Regions from separate parts of the Sus scrofa genome. Here regions 1 and 3 are each linked to region 2. The links are chromatin contacts, called in public Hi-C maps. All regions are on one chromosome and are shown on one strand. The core of a region is the stretch at or near the end of the contact, and the rest is flanking DNA. Distances in the headings are between cores, read along the strand shown.

The links. A called contact is a pair of places that touch in the nucleus more often than the background predicts.
Region 1: a contact with region 2 is called in a Hi-C map of retroperitoneal adipose tissue, with 2.0 times the contacts expected there. The contact joins the enhancer-like site here to the promoter of RFX2 in region 2. A contact is called at or near these places in 1 of 5 promoter capture datasets (liver), 11 of 47 Hi-C or Micro-C datasets (adipose tissue, embryonic fibroblasts, fetal heart ventricle and 7 more) and 2 of 2 datasets of contacts at active chromatin or transcription factors (alveolar macrophages and skeletal muscle).
Region 3: a contact with region 2 is called in a Hi-C map of mesenteric adipose tissue, with 1.7 times the contacts expected there. The contact joins the enhancer-like site here to the promoter of RFX2 in region 2. A contact is called at or near these places in 1 of 5 promoter capture datasets (liver), 12 of 47 Hi-C or Micro-C datasets (adipose tissue, brain, embryonic fibroblasts and 8 more) and 1 of 2 datasets of contacts at active chromatin or transcription factors (skeletal muscle).

What each region holds. Positions count from the first base shown.
Region 1 is chr2:73,001,829-73,005,743 of Sscrofa11.1, forward strand. It overlaps RFX2 (DNA-binding protein RFX2), which reads left to right. Exons shown (of 17, transcript XM_021083998.1): 2 at 3,893-3,915. The coding sequence starts at 3,901. Among named protein-coding and RNA genes, the nearest start is that of RFX2, 54 kb to the left of the region's middle. Within about 2 kb of position 1,898, at least 1 of the 83 cell types and tissues checked has an H3K27ac peak or open chromatin away from gene starts, as enhancers often do. A contact at or near this core is called in retroperitoneal adipose tissue, where this site is marked.
Region 2 is chr2:72,948,106-72,952,012 of Sscrofa11.1, forward strand. RFX2 (DNA-binding protein RFX2) reads left to right here and starts at 1,754. Exons shown (of 17, transcript XM_021083998.1): 1 at 1,754-1,979.
Region 3 is chr2:72,983,820-72,988,064 of Sscrofa11.1, forward strand. All of the region lies in intron 1 of RFX2 (DNA-binding protein RFX2), which reads left to right. Among named protein-coding and RNA genes, the nearest start is that of RFX2, 36 kb to the left of the region's middle. Within about 2 kb of position 2,877, at least 47 of the 83 cell types and tissues checked have an H3K27ac peak or open chromatin away from gene starts, as enhancers often do. A contact at or near this core is called in adipose tissue, embryonic fibroblasts, fetal skeletal muscle and 5 more, where this site is marked.

The sequences.
Region 1 (3,915 bases), core at 648-3,147, 54 kb after region 2:
TTGGCTAAAGATTTGGGTGGACCCTGTAGTCGGATTTGGAAGTTCACCCCCTCTGTGGCTCACTTTCTTCCCAAATTCCCTCTCAATATTATAAACATCAAGACAACCAAGCTGCCGATTTCTGCCACCTAAGCATTTGTGGATTGAGGCATGCCCTCAAGCAAAAAGCCAGAGTCACTAACCAATGACAGTGGTCCTTCAAAGGTAGGCTCCCTGGCAATGTCTGACTGCTTTGGTCACCCTCTAGTGTCATTAAATAGTTGCTTTGAAAACAAACAAACAAACAAACAAACAAAAAACCCCACTTGTCTAGATTTTATAGTTGTTAGGAGGAGTTAGTCCAACCAATTTGCTCCATCATTCCTAAAAGACAATGCTCTGTTGCATACCTTTTAAAAACTACTTTTCTTTAAAAAAAAAAACACCTAAACTTTAATGTGTCAAGAACCCTTGATTAATGGACCAAAATAAAACATTTTTTAAGGAAACCAGATCAGCTTATGTGCAACCTACAACCTTGATTATCTTAGGTGGGTGAGGAAGGATTCTATATGGGATGCATTGTAGGGACCCCTGTGTGAATTTCGTGGGGCTGCCATTCAAAGGACCACAAACTGGATGCCTTCAAACAACAAAAACTTATTCTATCACAATTCTGGATCCCTCTAAGGGAGAATCCTTCTTGCCTCTTCGAACTCTAGTGGACCTGGCAGTCTTTGGCATTCCTTGGCATCACTCTAGTCTCTGCCTCCATCATCACATGGCCTCTTCCCTGTGCATCCTTTTTTTCTATTACAAGAGCAGTGTCACTGGATTAAAGGTCCACCCTAATGCAGTATGATCTCACCTCCATCCTTTCCTTGAGTGCATCTGCAAAGACACTATTTCCAAATGAGGTCACAGTCTGAGATTTGGGTGGATGTGAATGTGGAGGGACAGTATTCAACCCACTCCAGCTCTCCAGAGTGATCTGTCCATTGTGTCCAAAAATCCCATCTTAAGTTTAAGGGATACATCTGGCTTCCAGGATTCCGGGATTTGATAAATCAATTTTATTAGCAACATTGTAAGCTTCAGGAATACCACTGTCATTTCAGGTCAGTGTCTGATATTTCCTTTTGCCTTTTTTTTTTTTTTTTTTTTTTTTTTTTTTTTTTTTTTTGGCTATGCCTGCAACATGTGGAAGTCCCAGGGCCAGGGATCAAACTTGCACCACAGTAGCAATCAAACCACTGCAGCAACAACACCAGATCCTTAACCTATTGCACCACAATGAAACCCCTCTGTTTGTCTTTAAATGTCAATAGCCCCACCCTCCTAACAATTTGGGTGGCGCTCTGGGGCCCCCTTCAGTCTTGTCATGTTGGTGAGATGTGGCCCCAGAACTATGTGCTGGATCAAGGGCCACCAGGCCTCAAGGCTTTGAATCCAGGAAGTGTAATTTTTCTACCCATCTTCCAAAACCACATTGCTTTATCAAGCCCAAATTATATGGACCAGTGACCAGCAACTGTGGCCCATGGGTCAAACCTGGCTGATCGCCTGTTTTTACAAATAAAGTTTTATTAGAACACGGCCGGGATCATTCATTGTCAGCCATGGCTGCTCTTGTGCCATGATGGCAAAGTCTAGTGGTCGCAACAGAGACCAGCTGGGCCCCAAAGTCTCTAGTCCTTTACAGAAGAAGTTTTCTGACTCTGGTCTAAACAATATCCGCTAAGCAGTGTGATAGACAGCCAGGGCCTGGTCAGGGGCGTGTTAGACTAGGGAACACCCTAACATCAAAACTGCATGTGATCTTGAATAACTTGCATTCTGGAGGGTGCGTTCTGGCCACAGTAAGCAGAGCATGGGCCTACCATCTATCCCAGCTTTTCACAACCCCTTCTTGTTTTCATAAGACTTAAGCTGTGGAACATGAAACTGGTCTCAATGAAGTCAGCCTTCTCACTTTCTCACTAGTGGATTTGTTACATGGAGAGTTCTAGTCCATTTCTTCCTAGTGCCACTGAAGTTACCCACCTGGCTTCAGATGGGAGTAAAGTGATATAGCGGGGCCATATGATGGGTTTAAAGGTCAGAGAAAACTAAGGGACCTCGATTAAGCAAATTCCAACAGAATAATTCCATAGGTCAGTTCCATCAGGAAGGCAGAGAGAGTTGAAGATCCAGGCAATACATTATTGGAAATTCACAATCTCCTCTTCCTCCTCCTCAGAAAGAGGCAAAGAAAGTAAGGGGCACCAGTCACTGCGTAGCTCTGGGGACATCTGGTGGTGAGAAGTGAGTCAAGGTCATGGGAAAGAAGAATGCCACGAGCACGGCCACAGTCCATCCAGTGGTATTTGGGAGTGAGATGGGGGAGTCACAGCATGGTCACTAAAAATGGGGTCGAGCCAACACTCTCAGATCCAAGTGCATACCCACTTCTGCTTCCCTTAGGCAAATTATTTTAATCTATTATCAGTTTTTCTTTGTATTTTAAAAACAAAGCTAAAAAAAAAAAACAAACCTCCATTCATTATCAGAGGTGGGGACTCTTGGGGCTATACAGAAACATATATGACAGTATGTCCTGGGCAGTGTGTCTTGGTGCCTTGTTGTTCCAGCCTCTCTGGGAATTAGGAGCCCAGAGACGCCACTGATGGGTGAACGTGCTCAGAGCCACGGCCAGGAGGGAGAGGGATGGGGACAGGTGTATCTGACCATAACGCTACTTCTTCTCTCTGCAGTTTTCGTATTAAAATGCTTCTCAGGAGTTCCTGTCATGGCACAGTGGAAACGAATCTGACTAGGAACCATGAGGTTGCAGGTTTGATTCCTGGCCTTGCTCAGTGGGTTAGGGATCTGGCATTGCCATGAGCTGTGGTGTAGGTTGCAGATGCAGCTCGGATCCTGCGTTGCTGTGGCTATGGTATAGGCTGGCAGCTATAGCTCCGATTAGACCCCTAGCCTGGGGACCTCCATGTGCTGCAGGTGCGGCCCTAAAAAGACAAAAGACAAAAAAATAAAAAATAAAAAAATAAAATGCTTCTCAAAGCCCTAAGGTAGCCTAGCCAGTGTTTATTTTAAAATGAAGCGCTTTCAGAGTTCCCTCGTGGCTCAGGGTCAAGGATCCAATGTTGTCATTGCTGTGGCATGGGTCACTGCTATGGTGCTGGTTCCCTGGCCCAGGAATTTCCATATGCTGAAGGCATGGCCTGAAAAAAAAAAAACAAAACAAAAACCAAGTGACGAGTTTGACTTTTAGCATTTTCCTGGAGTGACCATTTGTATCATCTGCCACTTTGTGCTGAGGTTAAATGAATCTTTTGGCAGAGAAGTTTTAAACTACCTTTTTGCAAGACTGTCTGTGCCTGACTACAAAGAAATAGTTTTACGCTTTCTCATGGGCGAAGGAACAGAGGGCCCTTTTCCTTATTGCTGAAATGCTTGAGGACTTTTCTCCAGCCCAAAGCAATGTGCCATTTCTTTCCTCTGCTCTCAACTATTTTCTCTCTAGGCCAGTGGTTCTCAACCAGGGTTGAATCTGATCCTCAGGGGATACTGGGCAGTTTCTGGGGAGTGTGGTCCCTTGACAATGGTTAAGCCTGATCATATTGGCAAGTGAGCAGCAGTTGTCCCCAGCCCACCATTCAGGAATTCCTACAGAGCTATTTTTTGGGGGTTATATTTAGAAAAACATTCCTTGCCCCTCTCCCTTTTCTCTTCCTATGGAACAATTGTGCAACCTCTCCCTGCCCACTGTGCCCCCTTCCTTTCTCAATCTGGCCTGGGTTCCTGCATTTGAACTTGGAAGACAGTAGGTCATTACTGCTCGCATCTGAAGCTGCCTCTCTGGGCGTCATGATCACAGCCCTGCCCCACTCACTCTCTCTCCACCTCTCTTTAGAACTGAGCATGCAGAATTCAGAG
Region 2 (3,907 bases), core at 504-3,003:
GGGAATTCCTCAATGAGTATTTTTGACTAAATAAATAATTGAAGAACAGAAACTGACTCCTGCAGTCTTACACCTAAGATTCCATCACATGAAGAGTCCTGTTGTGACTCAGCAGGTTAAAGAACCTTGACATAGTGTCCATGAGGATGCAGGTTTGATCAATGGCCTCGTTCAATGGGTTAAGGATCCGGCACAGCTACAAGCTGTAGTGTAGGTTGCAGATGCAGCACAGATCCCGAGTGGCTGTGGCTGTGGCCAGCAGCTGCAGCTCTGATTCGACCCCTAGCCCGGGAACTTCCATATGCCGCAGGTTTGCCCCTAAAAAGGGGAAAAAAAAAAATCCATCACATGAAAATCTTTAAGAAACAACCTATCAGATGGTGGAGAAATCAACGTAGCTAAGTCACTGTCAGCATTTTCATTAAAACAGAATAGAAAAAAATCAGCATTACCTAAAGTATCATGTCATGAAAATACTGTTTTGGTTACATATACATTTGCGTGGACTGGGACTTGGAGTAACATGTATTTCCTGCTGTGCCTTGTGGTCAAAAATGTTTGAAAACCACCCATCTAGTGGTCAAGGGTGTGGGATTTGGTGACAGACCCCTGGAGTTTGAAACCTTTATGGATGTTTGATATAAATTCTCTCATTCTTTCCCAACCTCTGAATGGGAATAAAGCATAATAGAGATAATAGTCTCTTTCTCGTGAGATTTGACTGAGTTAGCATACGAAAAATGCTCAGATCACTTTCTGGCATTAAGGACAGTTTAGTCACTGTTGACTAATATGATTATTCAAATGAATGAATGAGGCTGAAATCTAATCTTCCCTTAAATTGCCCTGTCTGCCTCTTCTCAGAACATGCTTTTTCTCCTAGTGTTCCAGTCCCTTCTCCCAAATAACTGTATATTTGCTTTTTTATTGTTTATTGTCAATCCACCCCCCGCTCCAGTAAAAACTCTAAGAGAGTCCCTTGTTTGTCCCATTCAAAAGTTGAACCTACTATTAGGGAGTAGAAAAAAAGTTTGGCCTGTGCAGGGCCAAATAGAAAATATTTTATACTTTGCTTAAGTCATCCCATTGTCGTGCAAATACTCAGCTCTTTACTATCCATCTCTCCCTGTGGCGTGAAAGCAGCCTTCTATGTCCCTTAATAACGCCGAGGCAGGGTGGTGGGAGGAGTCATGGGGGGGGGCCTCTAGGCGCGCAGAATTTGGCCCAGGGCCTATAGTCTGCCACCGACTTTCATATAGTTTCCACATGCCACAAAAGATTCTTCCTTTGATTTTTTTCTTTTTAACCACTTAAAAAAATATTTTAAAATTCCCAGTTTGTGGGCCATGAAAATAGGGTAGTGGGCTATATCTGGTCCACTGGTCAGAATTTGCTGACCTCGGACCCAGACTGTTCGAGGACGCCCGACAATCATCTTTGTAATAGGCGAAGGCCCCTGGGACCCCTAAACTCTGCCTTTGGAGCTGCGCCACCAGCACCCGGCCCGCCCGCGCCTACCGCTTGCGAACCCTCGGAACCGCGCGCCTCCCGCCAGCCCCGCCCTTCCTCGCGGCAATTGGTCGGGCCTCGCCCTCTTCCTTGCCGGGGAACGCCCCCTCTGACAGGCACTTAGGGCAGCCAATGGAGAGCCTCGAGGCCTTGCGCCCCGCCCCTACAGCGCCCGTTGGAGGCGGGCATGGGCGGGCCGTTGAGGGGGTGGGGCGTGGAACCTGGTAACCGTTGCCGATAACAACGCCCCGCCCCGTCGCGGCAGGAGGGCAGGCAGCGCGAGGCGGGCTAGCAGGCGGGCAAGCGGGCGGGCGCCGGGAGCGGGAGGAGGAGCGGCCGCCGCCGCCACCGCCGCCGCCGCCATAGAGACTGTAGCCGTGGAGACTGTTACTTACCAACGGGGACCAACACGCAGCAGCAGCCGCCGCCGCCGCGGGAGCCGTTGCCCGAACTCCCGGCCCGAACTCCAGGTGACCGATGCGACCGTCCCGGGCCCTGCCCGGCCGGGGAGTGCGGGGGGCGGCGGGGACCGCGATCGAGGGGTCGGGAGTGGGCAGCCCAGTCCTTGCCGTTCACCCCAAACGTCCGGGATGGCGCGTCCGTGGGACCTACCTCTGTACCCCGAGTCCCGAAGGCGCGGCTGAGTTTGGGGCGCCCAGGGACCCCTTTTTCCTTTTAACCAAATTCGGGGAGAGGTGGGGGGACTCATCGCCTCACTTCTCACAAAACTTCCGGAGTTGGGGCCCCCCAAGAGCCCTATTTCACTCTTACCCTAAAAATCCCCGAGTTGGGGGCGCCCCTGGAACCCCTCTCAAACTTTTACTTTCAAACATCCGGAATTTGGGGCTCCTGGGGAACCTCTTCTCTCTTTTATCCCTCAAATCCTTAAACTGGGGGTGCCGGAGGACCCCTTTCGCACTCTTTACCCTAGACTCTCTGAACTGGGGACTCTTTGGCAACTTCTTTCGAACTCTTATATTTAAAACTCCCTGAATTGAAGGCGCCTGGAGACTCCTCCTGTTTACTCCCCAAATCTCTGAAATTGGGGCACCCATGGGGCCCTTTTCTCACGCTCAACCTCAAATTCCTGAATTGGGAGGGCCTAAAAGATTCGTTCTAACCTTCACCCTCAAATTCCTGGATTGAGGTGACCCGGGGAGCTTCTCGTTTTGACCCTGCTCCCAAATACTGAATTTGAGGGCTGCCTGTAACTCCATTCTCGCTTTTTAATACAAAGTCAGTGCGCCGGTCTAGAACAGGAACCCCCCTTCTCACTCTATGGCCACAAAATCCCCAAGAATTGGGCTTACCAGAGACCCGTTTCTCACCTTTCCACCCCAAATCCTCGCGTTTAGAGCTCCTCCCTCGGATACTCTGAGCGCTCTCACTTGTGACCCCCGCATTCCTAAATTTGGGGGGTCCTGGATCCGCCACTCCCTCCACGCCCCTCAGGAAGCCCCTTCGCACACCCGCAGCTCCCCTATTTGGACTGATAGCGAAGCAAGAAAAGTTTCACTGAAAGGTGTTTTTTTTTTTTTAATTTATTAATTTATTATTTTGTTTAAAGAGCCCAACATGTGGCTCAAACTGGTCTGTGGCATTTTCTCCAGAGGTCGTGCGAGTGCATGTGTGTTTGTGAATCCAGCTCCCACCCCCTGACCCCCAGAACACACGCACCCCAAATCCTCTCGGTTCCTTTCTTTTTCCCTCTGGGATGAGTCGCGGCTCTCTCTCCGTCTTCGTCCCTGTTGCTTTTTCTCGCCGCTGCGCTAGGAAAGTTGAGTTTCCGATCCTAGTGGCTATTTCCAGGGCCCCCGGGGCCCAACTGCCCCTGCCATTCCGGCTGCTGCGGCGGGGGTGGTTCATCTCCTAATTTTAACCTTCTGGTTGCCCCACAGGAATGAGGGAGAAGGGCAGGATGCAGCACTGGAGTCCAGAGCTGCCTTTTTTCGGAGACCTCGTTCCTGCTTGTGGGTGTTTTATTATTCGCCACCCCCAGCCCAACACACAGTTATTTTCTTGCTTTGTACATTCAACTGTCAGTGCAGATGGTCATGAGTTTTATCCCTTCTCAATCAGCTTTATATCCTCGAATCTGAAATATCAAACCTGATACAAGGCTCTCCATCTCAATTAAGACTTACCCAACAGAATAATAATAATAATAACAACAACAATAATAGAAAACATTAACAACAAATTTTTTTTTTGCCTGCACTTAGTGTGGACATATTTTTATCTTGTTGTTCATAATCGGAAACATTATTTGTTTGCTTATATAAAGACCCTTAACTCTCTGTCCTGGGGAGTATCTGGATTTGGTTCCCTGTTCTTTCTCCCGTTCAAGTTTAAAAACGTGAACCGACTGTCAAATAACCTTAGAAATGACTACTCACCT
Region 3 (4,245 bases), core at 1,627-4,126, 37 kb after region 2:
AGCAAATTCTGCCGACTGTAGTATTTATCCAGAATCTGACTGCTTCGAGCCCCTCTGTGCTGTCACCCAGGCTGGACCTTGTCACCATGTCTCGGCTGCATTATCTCAGTGGCCTCTTAAATGCTTTCTCTGCTTCCACCCTTTTCTTTCTTCACTTTTTCTCAACTCAGCAGCCAGAGGGACCTGGTTAAAACGAAAGTCAAATCAGATCATTCCTGGGCTGAAACCCTCTGGTCGCTTCCATTTCACCTTGAGCAAAAGCCAAAGCCCCTGTGATGGTCTGCATGGACTTTTTCCTCTTCTTTGTCTCCTGGTTCACTGAGCTCTCATCCCCAGCCAGATATGGTCCCACCTTGGGGCCTTTGCACTGACTGTTCCCTCCCCAGGAATGCTCTTCCCCCAGATACCTGAAAAGTTCTGCCCCTCACTTTTCTTATCTCTTTGATGAGTCTTCTCTGGGGCGGGGTGGCACATATGACAGCCCTGTAAAAATTGCAGCCCCACCCCCGCAGCCTCTGTCTTTGTTCCATTTCTCCCCTTGGCATCTGTCATCATCTGACATAGTTTATATTTATCTTATTCATTTTCTTTACTATCCCCATCCCCCCACTACCTACTAGAGTATAATCTCTGTAAGGGAAGGGAATTGGGTCTGCTTTGACTCCTGGGCAACGAGTGGCCCAGGTTAGGCATTCATTCAGTGTTTTTTTATTGAAATCAGTGAACAGCAATAACACAACATGTCAGTCCTCTTTCCAGAGATGGGGTTTGGGGTACTCACAACCGCATGTCAGAGCCTCCCTTTGGATGGGGAGTCCAGGCAGACTGCACAGTGTCCCTGGTGACTCCCATGCTGTCGGCTGCTGGTGTCTCATCTCCAGAACTAGGGACCAGCATGGTCACCAGTCCACATTACCACTTAGCTACGAGGTAACGGCCCAAGAGTCTGGCCTCAAATTCCTGGTCTCCCTGGAGCCCAGGTTCAGATGCTAACAGCATGGGAATCCACCTTCCCTTCTCAGGCACATGCATCCATTCTGTCCTGCTTATAACAGGAGCAACTCCCGGCTGCCACCTTAAGAAGACAGAGTTTCTGTGCAAAATCAATCAATCAATCAATCAATCAATCAGTCAAATGTTGACCCTTGTCACTGAAGCCACATGCTTCCCATTCAGTCCTCATGTTTTAAGATCCTTGGCCGCCCTTCCCCAAAATAAGACCATGGCCTAGAACTCTACACTCCCCTTGTAAGAAAGACAGGGTGCTGCCCTCTCCCTTTCTCCGTCCCAGAGCCTCGAGGGTCCATGTGCAGCCCGCACTGCTCCGCAGAGCTGGAACCCTGTTGGCTTTGAGTTCAGCTCATTTTCTTTTCTCTGCGGGTCAAGATTAGCCAACACAAGGGACCTCCCTGCCGCCTCTTTCCGGGGCTGTGTGTTCCTGTGCTTCCTGCCATCTGGGGGCCCCGATATGGCCTGGCTTCCTCTTCCAAGAGCCTCCCCTCTCTGAGTGGGGCAGCAAGAGCAGGCACCGGGGCGCCAGATGCTGCAAGTTTCTTCCGGGACGGTCCCAGGAGGTGTTTCTAATGCTGAATCCACAGTTCTATTTGTACCTATTTCATGCGCAGTTGACGTTCTCAAAAGTCTTTTTAATTAGGTATCTACTCCTCTGTTCTTACGTGTTTTTCAAATAGCTTAATCCCTGGGTTGTTTCAGTTTGTCTAATCACTGCACGGAAAACCTGGGTGCAGCTCTGAGCTGCCCCATATTGTTTGCTTGATGATAAATAAATTCTTTCCTCTTGGAGAAAAAGGCACTCTCTCCTCCCAGCGCTAGGAAGGATTGAACAAGTCCCTCCTGGGATGCTTTCCGAGGAGAGAGTTGGTCCTTCTTGGGTTTTGTTATTTCAGAACAAATATGGTAAACTGTTTTCCCCTTGGTTACTATAGAGAGGAGATTATTTGCCTTTCTCTTCGGGCTTCTGAAAATAATAGATTACATATTTGGGAGGGTTTTTTTTTAGATCTGGTTAATGTGAGATAGAGGGGATTGCTCCGGGGATGACATTGTTTGGTTTGGGAAGTATTCTCGCCGTTGCCCAGCAACAGGCTCTTGGAGACGGGAGTGGACTGCGTCGTCCCTGGCAACCGTTGTTACTCAGCAAACAATGAGGGCCGGCAAACAGCGCCAGGACTGCGGACTCCAGGTTTTAATTGAACATCTGCATATATTTTTCTCTGGTGAAATGATGTTTAATTTGCCACGACAGGTAGACCTGGGTCCACCTGGGGTCTACTTCGAAGAAAGCGTATTGTCACATTGACATCTCATCTGTATAAATCAAGAGGAGCTGTTGGGGAAAAACTTTTAGCCACTTGAACATGTCCTAGATCACTCTCAACTGGAGACTTATTTCAGACTTAAGTGGAATGTCTTTTTTGATCTAATTCCTTGTGTTTATAAAATCATTACCTGTCCAACCTACTTAACACATGTCACTGATAAGCAGCAACTCCTCAGACGCTTTTCAGCATGAAGTTTTTACTCCTGTTGCTCAAGAATATCAGAAAAGCCAGGCGTTGAACCCTGACAGCTCACAGGCAAAGACAGTCACATTCGAGGTTGGCTGGTGATGAAAACCGGACCCCCAACCTCCGGTTCTTCAATATCGCTCTTAAGAAGTTGGGAACTGAGGTGACACTCGGGGCAGTGGGACCATCAGGCTTATTAGGGGAAGCCAACAGGTTTCCACTAAATCCTCACTCTGCTGAGGGGCACTTTGCAGCCACTGGGGTGGATTTTGATCAAAACAGTGTCACTCCTCCACTAGAGATAGCGATTGTTTACCGGGTCCGTTGCTTAGGTAAACATGGCTCCTGGTAGTCATTCAAAGCTGGTGACACATTTCTTTCCCTCCTCCCTGCGCCACCCTCCACCCCCGCCCACCAGCTAGGGCTATAAATTGAGAAATGTTAGTCAGGGCAAGTTTTTGGTGGGGATTCGATCCTGCCTTATTCATCTCAAGTGCAGTCCATCTGACTAATGCAGCAGCAACCACAGAAGCGCCGCCTGTATCAGAACACGGCAGCCCACAGTCAGTAAAACAGCCCTCATGGGGAGACTTGCTTAGTCGTCTGCATTTTTGTTTCTTTTTGAAGGATGATCCGCTCTGTGGCTGAATGCCCCAACGAACCACATGTTGACTGCTCCTTTGTACCAGCCTTCTAGCTAATGTCTTGTGATGATTTTATTTTATTTTATTATTTTTTATTTATTTATTTATTTATTTTGTCCTTTTTTTTTTTTTTTTTTTTTTTGCCATTTCTTGGGCCGTTCCCGCGGCACATGGAGGTTCCCAGGCTAGGGGTCGAATCGGAGCTGTAGCCACCGGCCTACGCCAGAGCCACAGCAACGCGGGATCCGAGCCGCATCTGCAACCTACACCACAGCTCACGGCAACGCTGGATCGTTAACCCACTGAGCAAGGGCAGGGATCGAACCCGCAACCTCATGGTTCCTAGTCGGATTCGTTAACCACTGCGCCACGACGGGAACTCCTTGTGGTGATTTTAAAGTATCTGAACAACTTTCCCTATTTGCCTTTGCAACCCAAACTTATAATAGGATGGCATCTGTGTTCTATAATAAATAAAGCAAGCTATTAAAAAAAAAAACTTATTAGCTGCCATCCCTATTAGATGCAGTAATTAAAATCCAGTTACATCAAGTGTTGCTGGAATCAAAATGAGTAAGTTCTGACTTACATGAAGATTCCCCCAAAGATTAATTAGAGTACATGGTTCTGGGAGTTCCCATTGTAGCTCAGTGGAAATGAAACTCAATAGGATCCATGAGGACATGGGTTTGATCCCTGACCCCACTCAGTGGGTCAAGGACCCAGCGTTGCCGTGAGTTGTGGTATAGGTCACAGACGTGGTTTGGCCTGGGAACTTCTATGTGCTGCAGGAGTAGCCCTTAAAAAAACCAAAAAACCATGATTCTTCCCACAGCTAGTTGCAGCAGGATAGTTGTAGATCATTTTACATTAAGAAAGGTAGATCCTTCCAAAAGAAAGGATATTCTGCAATCCAGAAAATTGTTTCGTACTTGGTCTTAGTTTTTTGGTTTTGTTCTTATTTTGTTTTGTTTTTTTAGAGGTGCCTACAGTATACGGAAGTTCCTGGGCCAGGGGTTGAACCCGAACCACAGCAGTGACCCTTGCGACAGTGGTGACAATGCTGTGTCCTT